Regions from separate parts of the Sus scrofa genome. Here region 1 is linked to region 2. Evidence: chromatin contacts called from public targeted proximity ligation data. All regions are on one chromosome and are shown on one strand. The core of a region is the stretch at or near the end of the contact, and the rest is flanking DNA. Distances in the headings are between cores, read along the strand shown. Region 1 has its middle 19 kb from the start of RRM2. Region 2 has its middle 8.1 kb from the start of ODC1.

Region 1 (3,957 bases), core at 64-2,563, 270 kb after region 2:
CAGAGCCTCTGCAGCCACAGGTTAGAGGGGAGGGGGGGGGGAGGAAGTGGCCACCCCCTCGGGGCGGTCAGGGCCTCCACAGCATTATCCACCGTCATTAATCCCCAGCCCTGTGACCCCCTGCTCCTGTGTCAGAGACAGAGGCCTCCCCCAGGCCATTCCCTCCCTCACTCATTCAATTAACACTGGAAAGAATCCAGGAGCTCCTGCAGTGGCTCAGCAGGTTAAGATTCTGACTAGTATTCATGAGGATACAGGTTCGATCCCTGGCCTGGCTCAAGGGGTTAAGGATCCAGTGTTGCCGTGAGCTGTGGTGTAGGTCGCAGACGAGGCTCAGATCTGGTGTTGCTGTGGCTGTGGTGCAGGCCGGCAGCTGTCGTTCCAATTCAACCCCTAGCCTGGGAATCTCCACATGCCTCAGGTGTGGCCCTAAAAAGACAAACGAGCAAAAAAAAAAAAAAAAAAAAAATTTCCGGAGGATACAGGTTTGATCCCTGGCCTGGCTCAGGGGATTAAGGATCCGGCATTGCCGGGAGCTGTGGTGTAAGCCGGCAGCTGCAGCTCTGATTCCATCCCAGCCTGAGAACTTCCAGATGCCGCAGGTGTGGCCCTAAAAAGAAAAAAAGAAACAAACAAACAAAACCCAAGCATTTGAAAGAATCCAGACTGCCAGGCCTGTGCCAGATGCTAGCTGATGATAACAAGGGGACAATTAGACCCCATTCCTGCCCTCAGGGGACTCACTGCCCCTGGCGGGGGAGCTGGGGAGGTCAGAGGAGGGAAGACCTCTTTTGGGGGCAGGGGCCGGGGTGTGGGGGGGTGCAGCGAGGGAGAGGGGAGGGGAGGAGGCTCCCTCTTCTGGCCACACGAGGGATAGCAGGCCTTCCTGCCTCCCTGCACCCAGGGCCTGGATTTATGACCTAGAGAGGCCGGGGTAGGGGGGAGGTGCCCGTCACCGGAAACAGAAAATGGCAAGCGTCTTAGGGGTGCAGTTTGGCTAGTGTTGGTGGGAGTCCCCATGGAGAGGTCTCTGAAGTCCGGAGAGGGCTGCGATTCCAGACAAGTGTGCAGAGGCCCCAGGGAGCAACGCTGCAGGAGGAGGTAGGGGGCCAGGGGGAGGCGAAGGGGACTGAGAAGAAGCCTCCAGAGCAGCAGGTGTGGGTTCACAGAGCCAAGGGGACACTGGTGAGAACCGAAGGGGCCACAAGGGGGCAGCACAACAGACGCGAAGGTTCAGTGCAAGACTCCGGAACCAGGCTGCCCCAGGCTCACGTACCAGCAGCTCTTCCTCTTATTGGCTGTGTGACCTTGAGCAGGTCAGTTAACCTCTCTGTGCCTTCAGTTCCTCCCTGTAAAGGGATTGCGAGCAGTGAATGAGTCAGCCTATGAAAAGCGCTTAGGGATTTCCCTGGTGGCTCAGCAGATGAAGGATTGTCACGGCTATGGCTCTGGTCACTGGGAACTTCCACATGCTGTGGGAGCAGCCAAGGAAAAAAAAAAAAAGGAAGGCTGATTCCAAACTTCCCAGGCATCTTCTCCCCCTAGAACAAAAGCCAAGCTCTCTGCCTGGGCCTACGAGACCCCAGGAGAACCCCACGCACAGACAAACGCCGCAGAGCTGCCCCTGTCTCCTGCCCAGACTCTGACCACATGAAAACAAGAGGTTCCTGCCACAGGGCCTTTGCACTTGCACTTCCCTTGCTGGAAACGGCCTTGCCTCCGCCCATGATGTGGTCTGTGCCCACTTTCTGCTCCAGTTCCTCAGATAGCCCTTTGCTGACCACCCACAGGAAAGAGCGGGTGCCCCCCGCCCCCCGTTCTGTTTCCTCCGGAGCACCTGACTTACTGCACATCAGGCTGGTTTGCAGTCTCCGCAAGGGCCTGGGCTCATCTGCTTTGTGCTTCCTTGTCTCGCCAGCACCTGGAGCAGAGAGGGTACAGAGTAGGGCTGACTCAGTGGCCTCCCAGCCCGCACCTCACCCTCCTCCCCACGGCTCTGTGTGCTCACCTGTGCCCCCAGCTTCTGACCCCTGACCCCGGAACAGCTCCCCCACTCCCTCTCCTGCTCCTTCCTTCCCAAGAGCAGCCAGCAAGGGAGTTCTTCCCCTGCTCCCGCTCCCTCCCTCCCTGGAGCCAGTCACCAGACAGCAGGCACCAGGCTCCCTCCATTCAACCACGTCACAAGTGGTTATCCTCTGGCTGCCTCTGCTGGTAGCCACGGGGAGGCAGAGGAGACCAGGCCTGCCTAGGAGGGGCTGACAGTCGTCCTGGGGAGCCAGCACGAAGGGACATCATCCTAATACAGCCAAGACACGTGTCACTGAGCATGGCTGGGTGGCACTAGCTCCCTGAAGCCCTGGGGACACAGTGGGGGTGGAGAGGCAGAGGGCCCGACATGCCACCTGACTTCTGAGCTCTGCCACCTGCAGACTTGTTTTTTTGTTTTTTCTGTTTTCTTTTTACAGCTGCACCTGCAGCATAGGGAAGTTCCCAGGCTAGGGGTCGAATTGGAGCTGCAGCTGCTGGCCTACACCACAGCTCACGGTGACGCCGGATCCTTACCCCACTGAACAAGGCCAGGGTTCAAATCCGCAATCCTCATAGTTACTAGTCAGGTTCTTAACCTGCTGAGCCACAACGGGAACTCCTGCCACGTGCAGACTTAACCCCTCTGAGCCTGGCCCATACACAGCGGAGCAGGACGTAGCTGAGCTCAGTCCTCAGAACTGAAAGCAGCTTCAAAACTGTCCCCTGGCCAGCCCTCAAGACAGAAGCAACTGGATCCCGACTCTCTGCTAGATCGCAAGCCTTCTGAGCCACCCGCGGAGGCCACTGCAGAGGAGTGGGCGCACACCTGTCACCAGCGCGGCCCAGCAAATGGTTTGACGTCTGCCGGACGCAGCCCCGGCTCCTCCACCTCCACCGCCCTGCACTTCCGGCCATAACTCCAGGCCCGGGGCCCGTTCCTCTGTCTTGAAGTCCTCCAGGGGCCAGAACAGCCATCAGCCAGGTAGGTACCTGCCCTTAGCTGCTGAAATTGCCCTTCAATATTTATTAAAGAAAAGTCAAAACAGAAAAACAGAATAGGAAGAAAAATTGGGAGTTTCCCTTGTGGCTCAGCAGTAACGAACCTGACTGGTATCCATGAGGATGCGGGTTCGATCCCTAGCCTTGCTCAGTGGGTTAAGGGTCCGGCATTGCCCTGAGCTGCAGTGTAGGTCGCAGACGCTCGGATCCCAGGTTGCCGTAGGCCGGCAGCTGGGGCTCCAGTTCCAACTCCTAGCCTGGGAACTTTCATGTGCTGCAGGTTTGGCCCGAAGAAGAAAAAAAAAAAAAAGAAAAGAAAGAAAAATTGTTCTGACTCCCACCACCCTGAGACAACTGCCTTAATTCCTCTTTGTGATACTGACCGTCTGCATCCAGATGCGCATGTATTTCCACAGCGCTTATGTCACGCTAGACACGGTGCACATGCAGTTTTATGTTCTGCTATTTCGTTTGGCATCGCTCTGTAAGCAGCTTTCCGTGTTGCTACACAGCCTTCACATTTGCCATTTACAATGACTGGTGAGTATTCCACTGGGCAGATACCCCGTAATTTATTTTAACCATTCGCCTTCTGCTTGACATTCAGGCATTTCCGGCTCCAGCTCTAATTGCGGATGGAAGGCGGAGTCCCCCGTTAAGAGGTTTCAGAATGAACGGGATGACTCAGCCATTCAGCCAGTGTTCATGGAGAACCTTCCACCGTGGAGGATGGAGAAAGCAAGTCACAGGGCCCTGCACCCCCTCTCCACACACGGCACAACCGCAAACCCACTGACGGCCAGCGATTCCCCCCAGCACCCTGGTCCCTCCCCCTCCCGCTGGCTCTGCATCCTTCTATGGCTCCCCATGACCAGGGCCAAGGAGAACCTCCTTAGCCTGGGGCTCCAGGTCCTGCCCTTCCCACCACCC
Region 2 (3,936 bases), core at 214-2,713:
GACATGGAGAAGCCTTACCTTGATCTTGGCCTCATGGCCCCATGGCTTCCCCCTGTGCCTTTACATCTCTCTGTGCTTGTCTCTCTGCACCCAAATTTCCCCCTTTTACACGTCATATTGGGAGTTCCCTGGTGTGCAGTGGGTTAAGGGTCAGGCATCGTCACTGCAGCGGGCCAGGTCGCTGCTGTGGTGGGGGTTTGATCCCTGGCCTGAGAACTTTCACATGCCTTGGCAGAGACCCCCCCCACAAAAAAAAGCACCCGGCAACAACAAAGTCAGATTGGATTATGGCCCGTTCTAATGCCATCCTAATGATTTCATTGAACGCAACAACGCCTATTAAAAAAAACCCCTATCTCCAAATGAGAGCACGTTCTGAGGGGCTTAGGACGTTAAGGTATGTATGGGGGCGGGGGGTGGGGTGACACCAATTTAACCCGTAACAGACAGCGTCTTCCAAGTAACCACGCTAGCGGCATAGGAGGTCTGAGCCCATCTCCAGGGCTGGCGGGGCATCGTGATCAGCTTAAGTCAACCACAGAGGTGCTACTCTCTTTCTCGGGATGGAGGAGGCCAGAGCATGCGGTCCGTTCCACCCACCAGACGGGAAGGGAAGTCCGCTGGGGAAAAGGATTTGTTGGGTAAAGAGAGACATAGGGGAAGGGAGGCCCTTTCTCTCCTGCTGGGTCCTCTGCCTTGTCTGCTCCTGATGCCCAGAACCGGGGCCGTCTTAGAACCACAAGGGCAGCTGGGTCTCCACTCTGCCCACGGAAGTGAGACAGATGGGAAGACCCGGGTCTCCGGCGCTCTCGAGGCTCTGTGTGAATGACACCGGAGCCTCCCTTCCCTGAGACTTGTGGTTATGTGAGATGATTAATTTCCCCTGCTGCTTACGCCAGCGAGTAATGTAACACTTACTTGCTTACCAGGCTCTTCGTAGGAAGTGTCCTCCTGGGGAGGCAGGAAGATTCGAACCATGCCCATCCCTGGCTTGTTTGATCCCAGACCCATTCCCTACCCCCCCCCCGCCCCCCAGGTCCTGCTCTTTTCTTGAGGGGAGTGGAGATGGGGGCTGACCCAGGAAACACGCGTGCTGGCTCTCTGGCCAACAGCTTCCAATCCAGAGGCCCTGGTGGGAACAGAAGCCTCCTCTCCCTCCTGACTCTCCCCAGGACTGGCTGCTTCCCCTGGGTTCCAGCCCCTCTGGTCAGCGCCTCCCTCAGTGGTTCCAGTCCCCGCCGGACAGCCCCCACGGGGCAGGTGGCCCGGGCTCCTGCTGATCTGGCCCTGTGGTGGGCGGGGCACCCTGCATCGCTTCGATATGCTCTTATCGCCGAGATGGGTTCCCACCTCGTGCCATTCCCCCTTCTGAACAGTCTTGCCTGCTCTGGCCTGAGCGATACAGGGCATGGCGTGCCAGAGTAGAAGGTTCTGTACTCAGGGCAGGGAGGGGACTCCTCGCCCCTTGAGCTCGCCAGGTCCCGTTGTCTGCAAGGATTTGGGTGGGCAGGTGGGAAGCACAGGATGAGGCCAGAGTCAGATTGTCTGCTGGATGGAGGACTAGCCCCTGGGGGCCGGGCGCTGCCCCCAGAATGAGCCCTCTGTCCTCTCCCCGAGGGAGGCTGGGCCCATGGCCAGCTGCCTCTCTGTGTCCCCTGGTCTTGATCTTGTCCTGCGTGTCCTGGGCCCCTCCCCAACTCTCCCTGGTCCAGCCTTTCCAAGCCCAGACCTCTCCACGAGCTGTTTCTAATACCCAGAGCAGAGTTCCTGCCTTTGCCCTGGGGCCCCACAGTGGCACCCTGTGTGACCGCCGCCCCAGTGACCAGAACACTCGGACACAAGCCTGGGGACAGCAGCCCTCTCTGACGATAAGCTCTCGCAGGCCGGGGCCTCCTCCGTGCATCTCCAAAGTGGCTGGAGGGGCCCTGGCCCGGCACGAGGGCTCCCGGCTGTCCGACGGGAGGCAACAAGCATCCCCTTCAGACCCTCCTGCAGCCTCTCCTCCGGAGCTCTGCAGCCAGGGCCCCCCGTGGCTCAGTCCGGCGAGATGCCAGAGGCTATTCGGATGGTCTCGGTTCTGACTTGGCAGCAAAGGGACGCTTAGGCCGAGTACACGCCTTCCAGGAGGCCCAGGTTGTGCAAGGGCCCTTCGCACGCTGCTCCCGCCGCAGGAGGAAGAAGCCTTGCGGGCTCTGGGGATTCCCAGAGGTGGGGCCCCACTGGGGTGGGGCTCGGGCAGAAACGGGGCCGAGGCAAAAGCCAGCAGAGGTGCTGCGGCATGTTGGGTCAGACGCCGTCACCAGGAGCTTAAGAGAAAATAAAACAAAGAGACGGTTTTCTTGGAGCGCTGGGAGAAGGTCAGGGTCCTTCCCCATCAGTTCCCCGCAGGCCCCCAGGAGCCCAGCCCACAGAAGCTCCAGAGGGGGCTCGTCCCTTGCCCCACACACCACCAGCATGTTGGAGACACTCAACATCAACACATATTGAACGAATGAATAAATGACCAAAGGAAAATATTCCAAACCTTTTGTTTTTGTTTTTGCTTTTTTGTCTTTTTAGGGCCACACTCGTGGCATATGCAGGTTCCCAGGCTAGAGCTTGAATCAGAGCTACAGCTGCCGGCCTCCACCACAGCCACAGCAATGCCAGATCCAAGCTGCATCTGCCACCTGCGACCTACACCATAGCTCACAGCAACGCTGGCTCCTTAACGCACTGATCGAGGCCAAGGACCGAACTCGCATGCTCATGGATACTGATCAGGTTCTTAATCTGTTGAACCACAACGGGAACTCCTATTCTGAATCTTTATCCTCCTAATTTTAGATAGGACACGGGAAGAAATTCCCATGAGTTCATCTGTCATGTAGCAAATACAAATCACAGGTCTCTGGAGTTCCCTCATGGCACAGTGGGTAAGGACCAGCATTGTCTCCAAAGCAGCTTGGGTCAGGACTGTGGCATGGGTTTGATACCTGGCCTGGGAACTTCTACATGCCGTGGGCGCTGCCAAAAATATATATATATATATATATATATATATTTCTCAGGACGGCCCTAGTTTCAATTTAACAATATTGAGTGACCAGGTACCAGGGCAGACACTGGATGTGTGATGATAAGTAAATCTGGGTTCTGATTTTAAAGGGAGGGGGAGGGGAGAAGAGAGGAGAGGGGAGACCCAAGGTGCCCCGACTACCATGTGTGATCTGTGCTGTGATGTCAGGAGGGCAGGGCCTGCCGCACAAAGACGCTTAGGGGGACTGGAGTGGCAGGAGATGAGGCTGGGAAGGTAAGCCGGGCAGGCTGCGGAGGGTCCTGGGTGCGGGGCTGAGGCATCTGAACTTCACCCTGTGGACCAAGGGCCACCAGCGAAGAGTTGTAAATATTTTTATTTATTTTTTTATTTTTTGTCTTTTCTAGGGCTGCTCCTGTGGCATGTGGCGGTTCCCAGGCTAGGGGTCCAATCGGAGCTACAGCTGCCAACCTACGTGAGAGCCACAGCAACGCTAGATCCGAGCCGCATCTGCAACCTACACCACAGCTCTCGGCAACGCCGGATCCTTGACCCACTGAGCGAGGCCAGGGATCGAACCCGAGTTCTCATGGTTCCTAGTTGGATTCGTTAACCACTGTGCCACAACGGGAACTCCGAAGAGTTGTAAATAAACAAGCAGTCAAGCCACGTGTTAGGAAGGTGGCATGTCTGACGCTGGCCCGGCACACACTTCCTGGGGCCCTGTCTTCAGCTCCCTGAAAAGGCAGGCAGTGGGAAGCAAAGCATCCTTAAACTCCACGGGCGAAGCAAGTGAATGGAAGCTTCTCAGCCTCTTGACTGAGGCCACCTTCTCTGAAACGTGCACCCAGCTGCCCCGGGGCCCTGCTGGGCTCCCGGAGGCCCTGACCCAGTTCCTGCCAGATGGCCCTTGGCCCAGC

Evidence for each region.
Region 1: a contact with region 2 is called in a targeted proximity ligation map of alveolar macrophages. A contact is called at or near these places in 2 of 47 Hi-C or Micro-C datasets (blood and skeletal muscle) and 2 of 2 datasets of targeted methods (alveolar macrophages and skeletal muscle).

What each region holds. Positions count from the first base shown.
Region 1 is chr3:126,345,973-126,349,929 of Sscrofa11.1, forward strand. No RefSeq gene overlaps it. Among named protein-coding and RNA genes, the nearest start is that of RRM2, 19 kb to the right of the region's middle.
Region 2 is chr3:126,079,713-126,083,648 of Sscrofa11.1, forward strand. No RefSeq gene overlaps it. Among named protein-coding and RNA genes, the nearest start is that of ODC1, 8.1 kb to the right of the region's middle.